Linked DNA regions of Sus scrofa: region 2 is linked to region 1. A link is a contact called in public Hi-C data. All regions are on one chromosome and are shown on one strand. The core of a region is the stretch at or near the end of the contact, and the rest is flanking DNA. Distances in the headings are between cores, read along the strand shown. Region 1 holds the start of PTPRG (receptor-type tyrosine-protein phosphatase gamma). Region 2 overlaps PTPRG (receptor-type tyrosine-protein phosphatase gamma).

What was found. A called contact is a pair of places that touch in the nucleus more often than the background predicts.
Region 2: a Hi-C map of skeletal muscle shows a contact between it and region 1, with 2.3 times the contacts expected there. The contact joins the enhancer-like site here to the promoter of PTPRG in region 1. A contact is called at or near these places in 4 of 47 Hi-C or Micro-C datasets (heart right ventricle, psoas muscle and skeletal muscle) and 1 of 2 datasets of contacts at active chromatin or transcription factors (skeletal muscle).

Annotation. Positions count from the first base shown.
Region 1 is chr13:43,130,702-43,136,472 of Sscrofa11.1, forward strand. PTPRG (receptor-type tyrosine-protein phosphatase gamma) reads left to right here and starts at 2,085. Exons shown (of 31, transcript XM_021070772.1): 1 at 2,085-2,934; 2 at 3,793-3,835. The coding sequence starts at 2,917.
Region 2 is chr13:43,240,416-43,246,186 of Sscrofa11.1, forward strand. The region is part of intron 2 of PTPRG (receptor-type tyrosine-protein phosphatase gamma); the gene reads left to right. Among named protein-coding and RNA genes, the nearest start is that of PTPRG, 110 kb to the left of the region's middle. Within about 2 kb of position 2,241, at least 2 of the 83 cell types and tissues checked have an H3K27ac peak or open chromatin away from gene starts, as enhancers often do. A contact at or near this core is called in skeletal muscle, where this site is marked.

The sequences.
Region 1 (5,771 bases), core at 835-3,334:
ATTATTTCTCTGCTTTTTCACATCTCTGGAGGCAGACAGACCTGAGAACCTCATCTGTGCTACTCACTAGCTGGGAATCCATTATTCCCAGCTCTGAGCATGTTTCTGGATCTATAAATGAGGAAAATAATTCTGAACAATGGCAGCTGTTGTAAGGACTCTGTGAGAGAGTGTATCCTGCACTTTGGAAGGTAAGCTCCACACAGGGCAGGGGCCTGTCCTTTTGGTTCATGGCTGTATCCCCAGTTGTCTCCTCCCCTCAATAAGTGCTCAGTATATTTGTGGAATGAACAGTTTAGAGAAATAATTTAGCACAATGCCTAGTACATGGTAAGCATTCCAAATGACAGTTTTTATTACATTCATTTTGCGAAGGAGGAACTCATTTGGGGATGGTTATCCAGGTGTTATGTTCTGATTCAAATTCCTCGGGATTTCCTCATTTTATCACTCAATTTTTAATGAGGTAGCCAGACACATAGGGGTTATATGAACCTCTCAAAAGTTTCCACTGACCTATGGACATCCCTTAAATACAACACTTCCAAGAAAACTGACCCTCTCAAGCATTTATGGGGGAATCAAGATTCCAACAAAACCAGGAAGGACCAAACTCCAAAACAAACAAACTCAACTCATTCCCCACCCTGGGGCAGGGTGTTCACTCCGTTCTGCTAAAGATGGGAGGGGGAGGGCTCCCCAGGAACTTCCTGGCTTTTATTAGTCCCTAATCCCAAATTTAACTTTTCAAAGGTTTTTCTTTTGGAAGTGTGGGTGTAAAACTACTTCCCTAATCACATCTTGTGGGAGGATTTCGAACATGTGTATATTATTTGAAAACCTAGCATCCGGTTGGGATGTTTGGGTGGGTGGAGGACCCTGCGTGGTGGGATGAAACAGCAGGGGCATGATAAAAACAAGTCAAGATGGCTTTTAAACTGAGGCAGAAAAATTAGGCAAAAATTACAAATGGCTAATTACTTTGGCTGAATTACCCATTTAATCAAAAGCCCACCTCCCCCACTTTTAGCACCGCCATAAGAGGGGAAAATAGGGCGCTTAGAAGTCTTAGCGATAAAGATCTCTCTCACCGAGAGCCAAGGGACAAAACTCTAACAGATAAGCCCAGTCCTCCCATTTCCCTCACACGCCTCTCCGCGATTGCTAAAGAGGTTGCGGCTCCCCGAGTAGCTGCCAGGAAATCGGTCCTGCCCAGGGGCGCAGCTTTCACCCAGTCAGGGGTAAGAGGCGCACTTCCTGCACCCTCTCCACCACCAGGCCGGAGTAAGGGAACCTTCCCTCCTCCTGTGAAGCCGCGAGTTGGGAAAACTCTGCCACCGAACCATCGTGGCGCCGGGAAAAGGGGTGTGGGACTCGGAAGGACAGGATTTCAAAAGCCTAGGATCGATATGCCTCCCCACCCCCACCTCTCCCCAGTCGGGAACATGGCCAATGGAAGGCGGAAAAGAAAAGGAAAAGAGAGAGAGAGAAATGAAGAAAAAAATTAAATCTCAAAGCTCAGTCCGAGTGCAAAGGCCATTCGGCTTTGTTTCCAAAGCGGGGGAATTCGCCAGGCTGGGGGGCGCAAGCAAGGAGTGAGCAGGGCGCGCCCCGCCGCGGCGCTACCAAGGCGCGGAAACCCAACACGAAACCCCATCACGCTATGAAGGCAGCCGTCGGCCCCCCTCCTCTCTTCAAACCCGAGCCTGGGCCCCTACAAGTCTCCCGTCCGCGAAAAACGCTGACGGGGTCCAGGGGACAGCTGCCAAAGCCGCTCAAACTGCGGCGTCTTTAAGAGCTAGCTGAACGGGAATCTGGCAAAGACTCGCTGACCCCTAGAAGCAGCTGCCCTTCTCCCGCTTTCCGAGACCCAGCCAGAGCAGCCCTCGGCACCCAAACTGCCCCCGCCGAGTCCACAGCACTCCGGCCTGGCGAGGGGAGAGAAGTGGGCTGTGGGACCCCACAGAGGCGGGAGCCGAGCGTGGCTGCTTTAAGAGCGCGGTGCGCGCGCGCCCGCTGCCGGCAGCCCCGCTGCGCGTCCCCGCAGTCTCCGCGCGTCCTTGATCGCGCGCCGCCGCCACCGCCGCCGCGCGCCCCCTGCTCGCTCGCCGGCTTTAAAGTCTCTGCCAGGATCCATGCTCACATGTTACTTCCTGTATGGAGGCATGGCTAGTTTCCAGCCCCGCGCTCCCCGATCCTCCCCAGCTCGCGCCGGAGCCACAACTTTCAGGAGCATGGACTGAAGGCGCCCTCGCCCCAGCGCCCCTCTGAGATCCTTTGTGTTTTCCTTGGTTTCCTCTAGCCGTTTCTATTTTGGGGGGGCTCTTCGCTCCTCCTGCCACTACCCTCCCCTTCCCTGCTCGCAAACATGCCTCCTTCCTTCCCGGGGCCCTGGAAGGAGCTGCCTGCCTGAAGCCCGGAGACGCTGTGCCGCGCTCAGCCCCGCCGCCGCCCGCCGGCTTTAGGGCTGCGCTGCCGATTCAAGTTGGGGATCCTCGGCTGCTAGCCGCCGCCGCCGCCTTCAGTCCCTGCCTGCCCCGGGCCCCGGGCATCGCCGCCGCGCGCCGACTCCTCGCCCTGCTCGCTCCTATTTGAACAGAAAACAGCCCTTCTCCGCCGAGGATCGTCCCCAGCGTGGCTCCACGTTCCCGGTCACTTTTTGAGATTTTTCCGGGGGGCGCTCAGCGGTTTCCCGGATTCCAGGGGGACTTGGGCCGCCGAGAGCGGGGGGCCCGTTGAGCGGGCGAGCAGGGGAAGAGCCCAGGCTTGGAGGCTCACACGGAGGCAAGAACTTATTCAACAAGTTTACCACCCCCCTGCCTTCCTCTTTTCGATGTGCGTTTTCGGACATGCGGAGGTTACTGGAACCGTGTTGGTGGATTTTGTTCCTGAAAATCACCAGTTCCGTGCTCCATTATGTCGTGTGCTTCCCCGGTGAGTGCCGGCCGCCGAGGGACGCGGCCCTGGCCGGCGCGCGCGGGGGATATGGAGTTATTCCCGGGGCACGGAGCTCAGGCACCCGTCCCCGGGACCCCGGAGAGAGTGGAGGGGGGTCGGGCGCCCATGAAGGGGAGAGGGATACGCTCCGCTGGCTCTGGCAGCATTTAGGGAGGCTGGCGGTTGGGGAGGATGGAAGTAGGGGCTGGCCGGGAAGGGGGCCGGGGGCCGCAGAAGTCTGTGTTTCTCTCGGGTTTGGGGGGCCTAAGGGGGCCGGAGTCGGGAGAAAAGAAGACTCATTCTGCTGATTCGCCGCTGTTCGGGGGAGCTAGAGCTCTGGGGTTTTTGAGACCGGGGCAATGGGGAGGATGCCTTTGTGGGTTTGGGGGGCGCAGGGTGCGCCCCTTGCTCAGACGGGGTTTGAAGGAGCTTATGGGGGGGCGTGATTTGCTGCTCCCCGACCCTTTGGGGAGGCTGGTGCCCAGACGGTGGAAGCTGAAGGCTGGCCGTGAAGAATCGGGGATGTTGGGAACAGCCTGCGTTCCGGTCCCAGGGGTCAGGGGCGACCCTGGCTCGGGGGCTGGGGCTCGGGTTGCGCTTTGGTTCCGGCAAAGGGGCTTTCTTGGGCCCGGGCCCCTGGCCGTTGTGGGAGGGCAGGGAGCAGACGGTTTAGGGAGATCCGTGGCTCCCTTAGCCCGGGCCCGAGGCTCCTCTATCCCGCAACTCTGGTCGGCAGGACAGCTTCGGTGGGGGTGTGGGTGGTGGGGGGCGGGTCGGCGACTGGGTTGCTATTCGCGCCGGGGCGGATTTTTTCCGTCTCCCGCCCTACCTACCTTCATCTTTGCCCTTTTGCAGGCTGTTCGCGGCTGGCAGCCCAGACCCGCACCTTTCTGTTCGGGTAAAGACAGGAACAGTATTGATCAGTGATGAAGATAATAAATCACCGCACGTAGCAGTGTGCGGCTCTGCGACCCTCGACTTCCAGCCCTCCACTGGTCGACCCCCTTTCTCTTTCTGTTCCGGGAGGGCAGAGGCCAGCTGCCTACATTTTCCCTCTTGCAGCCCCCTTCTCCCTCCTGGCTGCAGCCTCGAGCTCCCTTGAATCTGTCCGGCCCCTTCCTGGGAAGTGGAGGCCAAGCCCTCTGCCCTAATTGGAAAAGGGATGGGGAAAATGGGGCGATTTCGTTTTCCATCTTTCACTCTCCTAAGGACAAGAGGCCCCCGCCCCCCTATTTTCTGCTTTCTCATCTACCAGCTCCTAGATACTCGGAGGTGAGGGTTATCCAGAAAAAAAAAGGAATATGCCCCCCGATGGTCACAGCCGCCTGTCCCCTGGCGGTCCGAGCGCACGGTTTTGGTGCAGCGGGTCCCCCAGCTCCGTCATGAGCACTAGAGCAGGGCGCGGGCGCTCTTGCTGCCCTCGGGGACTGGCAGCGAGTGTCCCCTTTGCAGGTACGGGGGTGCCCTCGAAGGACAGAGAGCCAAAGCCCTGCCCCTTTTCTTCGGTAACCCCCTTTTCCCTCTGCGCATCCTCTTGCCCCCAGAACCGCACGGAACTCCTGCCACAGCCCAGAATCCCAGCTTAGATGCCGAACGAGGACGTGTGTCCACACTTAGCCTGAGGCCCGGAGTTGCCCACCAGGATTCTGCCTCCACCAGGGGCTGGAGGAGATGTGGACACTTACTCTTAAAAATGTGCCCCTTCATCCCCCAACCCCCGCTCAGCATTTATGTTAATCATCTTCCCCCTCTAGACTTTCTTCTTTGCAATAGACTTGCCGGCTGAGTGGGCTCAGGTGCTTACTGGCGTCGAGCTTTGTAAGGGTCACGCTTTAATGGGGGCAGTGGGAAGCAGCAGGAGCACAACCTTGAGAAGTATGAGGAATTTCTAATGTCCACTTCTGGCCTTCTCCTTATGTTCGGGTGTGGAGTCAGTGGGCCAGCTGGGATTTTCTTTTTACTGATGTCTGAGGAAACCTGAAATCCAAAATGGGACTGCCAGTGATGCCGCCTGTGTGGGGCTGGGACAGTTTTCATCTTCCACATTTACTATGCGCGCCAACGCTGCGAGGTAAATAAATAGCCCACACAATGGTCCGGGAGCCGAAGGATGTCGGAAAGCTAAGGGGCAGAGGTGCGAGGCGCAGGGAAGGAGGGTTGTGGTTAGGAAAAGTGCAGCCGGAGAGGTGCAGCAGCAGCCTTTGCAACCAGGCAAAGTTAAAAATGCCAGAGCCAGAGATGCCAGTTTTCCGTTTTCCGAAGGTGCTGTGACGCCGCTGGACCTCAGGGGGCGCCCCCGAGCTACTAGTCAGACTCCCGCCACCTCCACCCGTCCAGCTTGGCCACCTAGGTGCGGTTGGGCTGGAGTGCTCCGCTGGGGCATGCAGTTACGACTGGGAGCGAGGAGGCGGCCTCATCTCCACCCTGCTGCTCCTGGGCGGCTCTAAACCCGTGGGGACTGGAGTTCGCTTTGGGACCCCCCTTCTTGCCAGCCCCTTCTTGCCCGCCCTAACCTGGGAAGCATATATCTGGCTGACAGGGGGATAAAAAGGTTTATGGTGTGGGATTAGGGTCCTCCTTGTGACACTTTAACCAACATCCCTTGTTATTTTCTTTGTTTTCTCAGAATCACTCCAACTTTTCTTATACATTTGCTCTTAATTCCTGTTCAGGACACAGGGTAGCAGTAATTTGAGAGGGTTTTGGAAACATTACTCTGGCATGGGTCTTTCCGCTGGAGGGAAACAGTGACTTTTAGGCTCTCAACAACAGTATGGCAGGTGTGAGGCCTGAGTCGCCATTAGTGTTTCAAGCGATGTTTCCACTTTCCAGAG
Region 2 (5,771 bases), core at 991-3,490, 110 kb after region 1:
CAAAAAGCTTACAAATAAGCTCAAAAGTTAAATCCCCAGTAAGCTAAACTTGGATTGCATAGGTTGTGTTTGATTTGACATTTTAACCTCTGTAAATCTCTTTAAAAATTTGTTTCTAAGGCATCAACATAGGATGAAGAGAGTATTTCTAACCTTCCTGGAATGTCTGACATCTTTAACATAATGTGTAGTAGAAATAAAAATGTATGTATTTAGTACTGGTTTTGGGATAATATTAGTCACTTTAGAAATTATGCTAATGGTAGTTCCCATTGTGGCTCAGCAATAACAAACCCGTCTGTATCCATGAGGACTCAGGTTTGATTCCTGGCCATGCTCAGTGTGTTAAGGATCCGGTGTTGCCCTGCTGTGGTGTAGGTCACAGACATGGCTTGGATCTGGCGTTGCTGTGGCTGTGGTATAGACAGGCAGCTGCAGCTCCAATTGTACCCCTAGCCTGGGAACTCCCATATGCTGCAGGTGCGGCCACCCCCAAATGCTTATAGTGGACTTTACAGTACTTAATATGTGCCAGTTACTGTTCCTGTAGTAATTGTTTCTCAGAATAAAAGAAGTAGGTTCTGTCTTGTCTGCCTTTCTTTCTGCATTTTGTAGAAAAGGAAACTGAAGCAGAGAAAAGTTAAGTAATTTGCCCAGAATTCTTTTGCTATTAAGTGGCAGCCTGTGTCTTTAACTTCATTTCTGTGGATTCTAAGATTCGATCCTTAAGAACAAGGGTTGGCAAGTCACAGTCAATGGGAAACATCTGGCCCACGGCCTGTTTTTGTTAATAAAGTTTTAGTGGAACACAGCCATGCTGTTTGTTGACTTACTGTCTATAACTGTTGTCTGCCTAACATGGTGGAATGAGTGGTTTCAATAGAAGCCATGTGGTCAGTCCACCCTGCATAAGAAGAAGACCATTCTTATCCACACGTGTGGTCCAGAAAGATGGGCAAATAAGAAGAAGAAGAATTCTTTAACCTTTCAAGATTTAGCTGACCTTCCTCTCAAATACTGAGAGTCCAGGTAGTTGGTGTCATTCTTAGCTTTCTGGTGGATATCAAAGTGTATGTAGGATGTGTCTCTTTTTCAAGGCTTTCCCAGCAGTTCTTTCTGGGAAAGGGGAAAGGAACAGTTAACGCTAAATGCTTGAAAAATGAGAGAGAGCTTGGCAAGGCAGATTGAGGGACAGTTGTCCAAGAGTATGCAATTACAGCGCTGCAGAAATGGAAATTGTGTGGACAGAATTACCCTAAAAATTGGGTTGTTAATTCTCGCAAAATTTGAAAATAGCCCTCTACAAGTTTCCATTCTTCCTGCTTTTCTGCAACAGCTTCCAAATAGAAAGTGACCGCCCGTTTTTTGTTTTTTTTTGTTTTTTTTTTGGTAGAAGGCAAATGGCAACCTGTGAGGTGGGTCCTTCTAACACCGTAGCTCCAGGTTGAGGGGAGGAGGAGACAAGAAATGAGTTTCTTTTGTCAAATCAGAAATTATGCAAATTTTACAAAAAGTATTAAAGGAAATGTGTAAAGCTTTAATTGGTTTTATGGTTTTATCACTTTCTTTAAAAGGTTCCTTTGTGTGCATTACCCTCTGCTGAACATTGTAGACACTTCCTGAAGTTTAATGAGACCTTTGAGTAAAAGCACGACAAATGTGACTCTCCAGTATTTTGAAGAGATGATATTATTTGGGGCTAAAGTTATGTTACAGGAGACTTCATTTACTGGGAGGATTCACTCCGCCACACAAGTTCTTCTTTATCTGAAATGACTGGGTGTCACAGCATACACTTTTTGCTCACACCTAATTCACAGAATACTTATTTAGGATATATTAAATCAATGGTGGCCTAGTTTTTTAGGCTCCTTTATTAGGCTGAACTTTACTTAATATAGAAGTGCTTTATAATTATAATTCTGTCCCTTGGTAGAAATAACACTGTGCATTGCATTTTTATTATTGACACCTCTTCCTAGGTCCTCACGAGCGAAGGATCCTAGCCGCTCTCTAGCTTGGCTCCTTAAATTTTTGATTGAGCATGGACTGATCTTGTGTAGATCAAAACAGAAACTCCGAGTAGCAGTGTTTGTTTTGGCCATAGAATTCTCAGGGCCGCATTTCCTGTGGGATTGATGGATGTTTTTTTCATTTAGATCTTGTGATGTTGTGAGTTGCTCACTGAGACCCAGAATCATGTCAGATGGAAAAATTCCAAACAGTGTGGCTCGCTTGGACACTGGTCTTGGAATTGATAGGCTGGAAGGAATACTGTGCAACTTTAGAGTGACCACAGCACAGTCACCCCTGCCTCCTGCCCATGGCTGTCAGTCTTTGCAGCGACATCCACTCCTGCCCTTCTCGCCCCTGCTTACTGCCTATCACAGACCTATCCCCACAGTTAGTTACAGTTCTATGTTTATTTCATAGTCAGTATCTTTAAAAGTTTACTAGGGGGCTCCAGTGCCTATAGTATATTTTTGAATGAATGAGTGTTTCTGCCTATTTCCTCTTGGAAATAAGAAATTTCCTGCTTGGAACCACATCACACAGGTTTATCTCAACATTCTAGAGGCCACAGATTACTTTTTGAGGTATGTGCCCTCCGTTGCTGCAAAAATCAATTGTCCTTGAGACAGATGGGCACAGATTGAGAAGAGACCGTGGCATCACAGATACCTGGTTGAGCTGGGAGGAAGTGGCAGGTGGGCTTGGGAGGTCCCATGAACCAGAAAGTGTATGGAACATAGAGAACAAGTGCAGGGAAGTGGGCTGCTCCTGTCGGGGAAGGGGCTTCTTGAGAAAGTGCTTGAAAGTGTCAGTGCTGGAGTCCATCCAACCTAGAATCCTATCCAAATCCTGGCTCACTGGCTGTTTGACCTTGGACAACTTTATTCAACCCCTCTCAGCGTTAGTTTTTATTTTAGTCTCTTTTGGCTGTGTAACAAAAATACCGTAAACCAGGTGGCTTAAAGACAAGTTGATTTCTCACAGGTCTGGAGGCTAGAGAATCCAAGGTCAAGATGCCAGCAGTTAGTGTCTGGTGAGGGCACTTTGGGTTCATAGATAGTGCCTTCTCATTGTGTTCTCATATCACAGGAGGGATAAGCTAGCTCTCTGAGGTCTATCTTTTTTTAATTTTTTTGTCTTTTTGCCTTTTCGAGGGCCACTCCCGTGGTATATGGAGGTTCCCAGGCTAAGGGTCTAATTGGAGCTGTAGCCGCTGGCCTACACCACAGCCACAGCAATGCAGGATCTGAGCCGCATCTTCGACCTACACCACAGCTCACAGCAACGCCGGATCCTTAACCCACTGAGCAAGGCCAGGGATCGAATCTGAAACCTCATGGTTCCTAGTCGGATTCATTAACCACTGAGCCACGACAGAAACTCCCTGGGGTCTGTTTTTTTAAGGGTGCTCATTTTGATCATGAGGGTTCTGCCCTCCTGACCAAATCATCTCCCAGTAGTTCTCCCTCCTAATACCATCATTTGGGGGTTAGGATTTTGACATAATTATTTTGGGGGACACACACAGTTAGAACATAGCAGTCTCCTTGTCTCTGTAATGGAGATACCTGCCTCATAGATAGCCTCTTGGGAAAGTGTTTAAAAAACTCCACACTGGGGCTGGTATGCAGAAATGTTAGCTTTTTTTGAGTTGAATTTGAAGGGATTGAATTGCACCGGGGCTCAATCTGTAGGTTCTTGGCTAACGTTCTAGAACTTGGCAAGACCCAGGAGTGGGTTGACTTATCCTGAAACCAGGCGCTTTTTGAAAATCTTTCAGGCCAGCAAGGTGTCATCTAAGGATGCCAGAGAATTAACTTGTTCCCAGGGATCTCAAAATGTCACTATGGCTTTCAGACATACCTAAGTTATTCTTAAGGCCATTTTTCCTGGGAGGAGTGCTTTTTTTAATATTTGTTTAAATTGTGTTACAGAGCATGGCAGACCTGTAATCTGTGTTCAAAGAGGTATTATCTGCCCCATGTTGATCAGCGTCACATCTTTTACTTGCTTATCTCGGCTTCCCATATGGTCAAACTCCAAAGCTAGACTTTGAGGAGACCCACGCACTCATTAACCTCTTTGACATGAAATAGAAACTTTCTGGGGACCGGCTATGGGAAGCAGAGTGTTTAAATCTCTTTCAGCCCCACTGCGTGTTCCTGAGGCCCAGTCAGAGGCAGTAGCCTCAGTGCAAATCCTCATAACGTGCAGGAATTTGTCACGTCGAGTTTCTGCTGTCATTTAAAAATCATTGCTTAGTTTTCGTAGTAATAATGAAGTAGAACCACAGAAAATACCCCTCCTTGACATTTTTCATTCCTATTTTGGTGGTTGAAATCCCAGCCCTCTGTAGGCTTGTTTGAACTTTGGGGAGATGTGAAGCAGAAACACTGTAAAAGTGGAAGAATCAGCCAGGTGAGGCAGTGCTGTGGCTGGCTTCATTTGAGAACATGGTGGTCTCCAGGTTGAAGTGGAATCTCAGATGGATGAAAAAAAACAATACAGGTTTTTTCCCAGTGGCGTGATTATTATGTGTAAGATCTTAGGATTTCCTTTGACATGGAATGAATGCGTTACAGAGAAAGCTTTTTTAAATTACTTTATATTTTGGAGTCTAAAAGTTTTAAGTTGTTTGAATCCATAAAGCAAAAATGGTCCCTGCACCTAAAGCCAGTTCTTTGTGCTTTCTCAAAGGCGCTGAAGTTTCTGTAGATCAACAGCTTGGCCCAGTTTCTTTCTGAAACTCTGGTTTAGAGGGTTTGTTTGTTTGTTTGTTTGTTTGTTTGTTTTTTAGTAAATAACCAAGAACCTGAATGGTCCCATAGGATGAAATACTAGATTGAGATTTTACAAAGTTGCTCTCTCATTGTGATATTTCAGCCTGCACAGTGAGGGTGTAACTCAGGACAGATGTTACTGTAATTCAGTGTTATTACTGAATGCAAACACGACATTAGGTACCAGACTGAGTAGAAAACATAACCTTACATGATCTTCTTAAATACGAAACTCTGAATAATGCTTGATGGGATGGGAAATGTTGACCTGAATAGAAGATCTGGATGCTGATTCCTATCGTTCCCCATTCAGGGTCGGATTTTACTATTACCTAATGTAGTAAAAGCCAGAGTGGAATCTACAAATACTCGATTTTTATCGGGGGATGGGGATTAGAGGGAGAAGATTCCTCATTTCTCCAAAAAGTTAGATTGATGTGCTGCCTGAGACTGTTTGTTTGGCAAATGTTTTTGGACACCTGTTCTTTGAATTGGCTGAAAATGAATTTAAAATAGTTTTATCTTGACCTTTCCTTTTCTGCAGTTTTTCTATCACCTTATGAGGTAGCTGGAGAAGTCCTGGAATGTCTTTCAAACCCTAGATGGGAATTCCTGTTTAGAAGTTGCCAGCTAGTGTCACTAGGTGCTAATTCCCCTCTGCGTGCATGTCACGGTTACAGTCTGCTTTTTTTTGCCTCTAAAAGAACAATTATATTCAAGAAATTTCCTAGTGTGTTTAAAAACAGCTGGGTGAAAGTCATTTTAAATCCCCAAATCCAACACATTAGTTCTTTTATGCATTTAATTAAGCAGAAGTTAAAATAAATTAGAAGAGAAGACATTCAGTGCTGATTGTTGAATCAACAAAGCAAGAAACAGCCTAGCATTACTCCACCGCAGATGTCTGTCACTCAGCACTGTTGCCCTATAAATTTGCATCAGCTCTTAACAATTTTTGGAGTTCCCATTGTGGCTCAA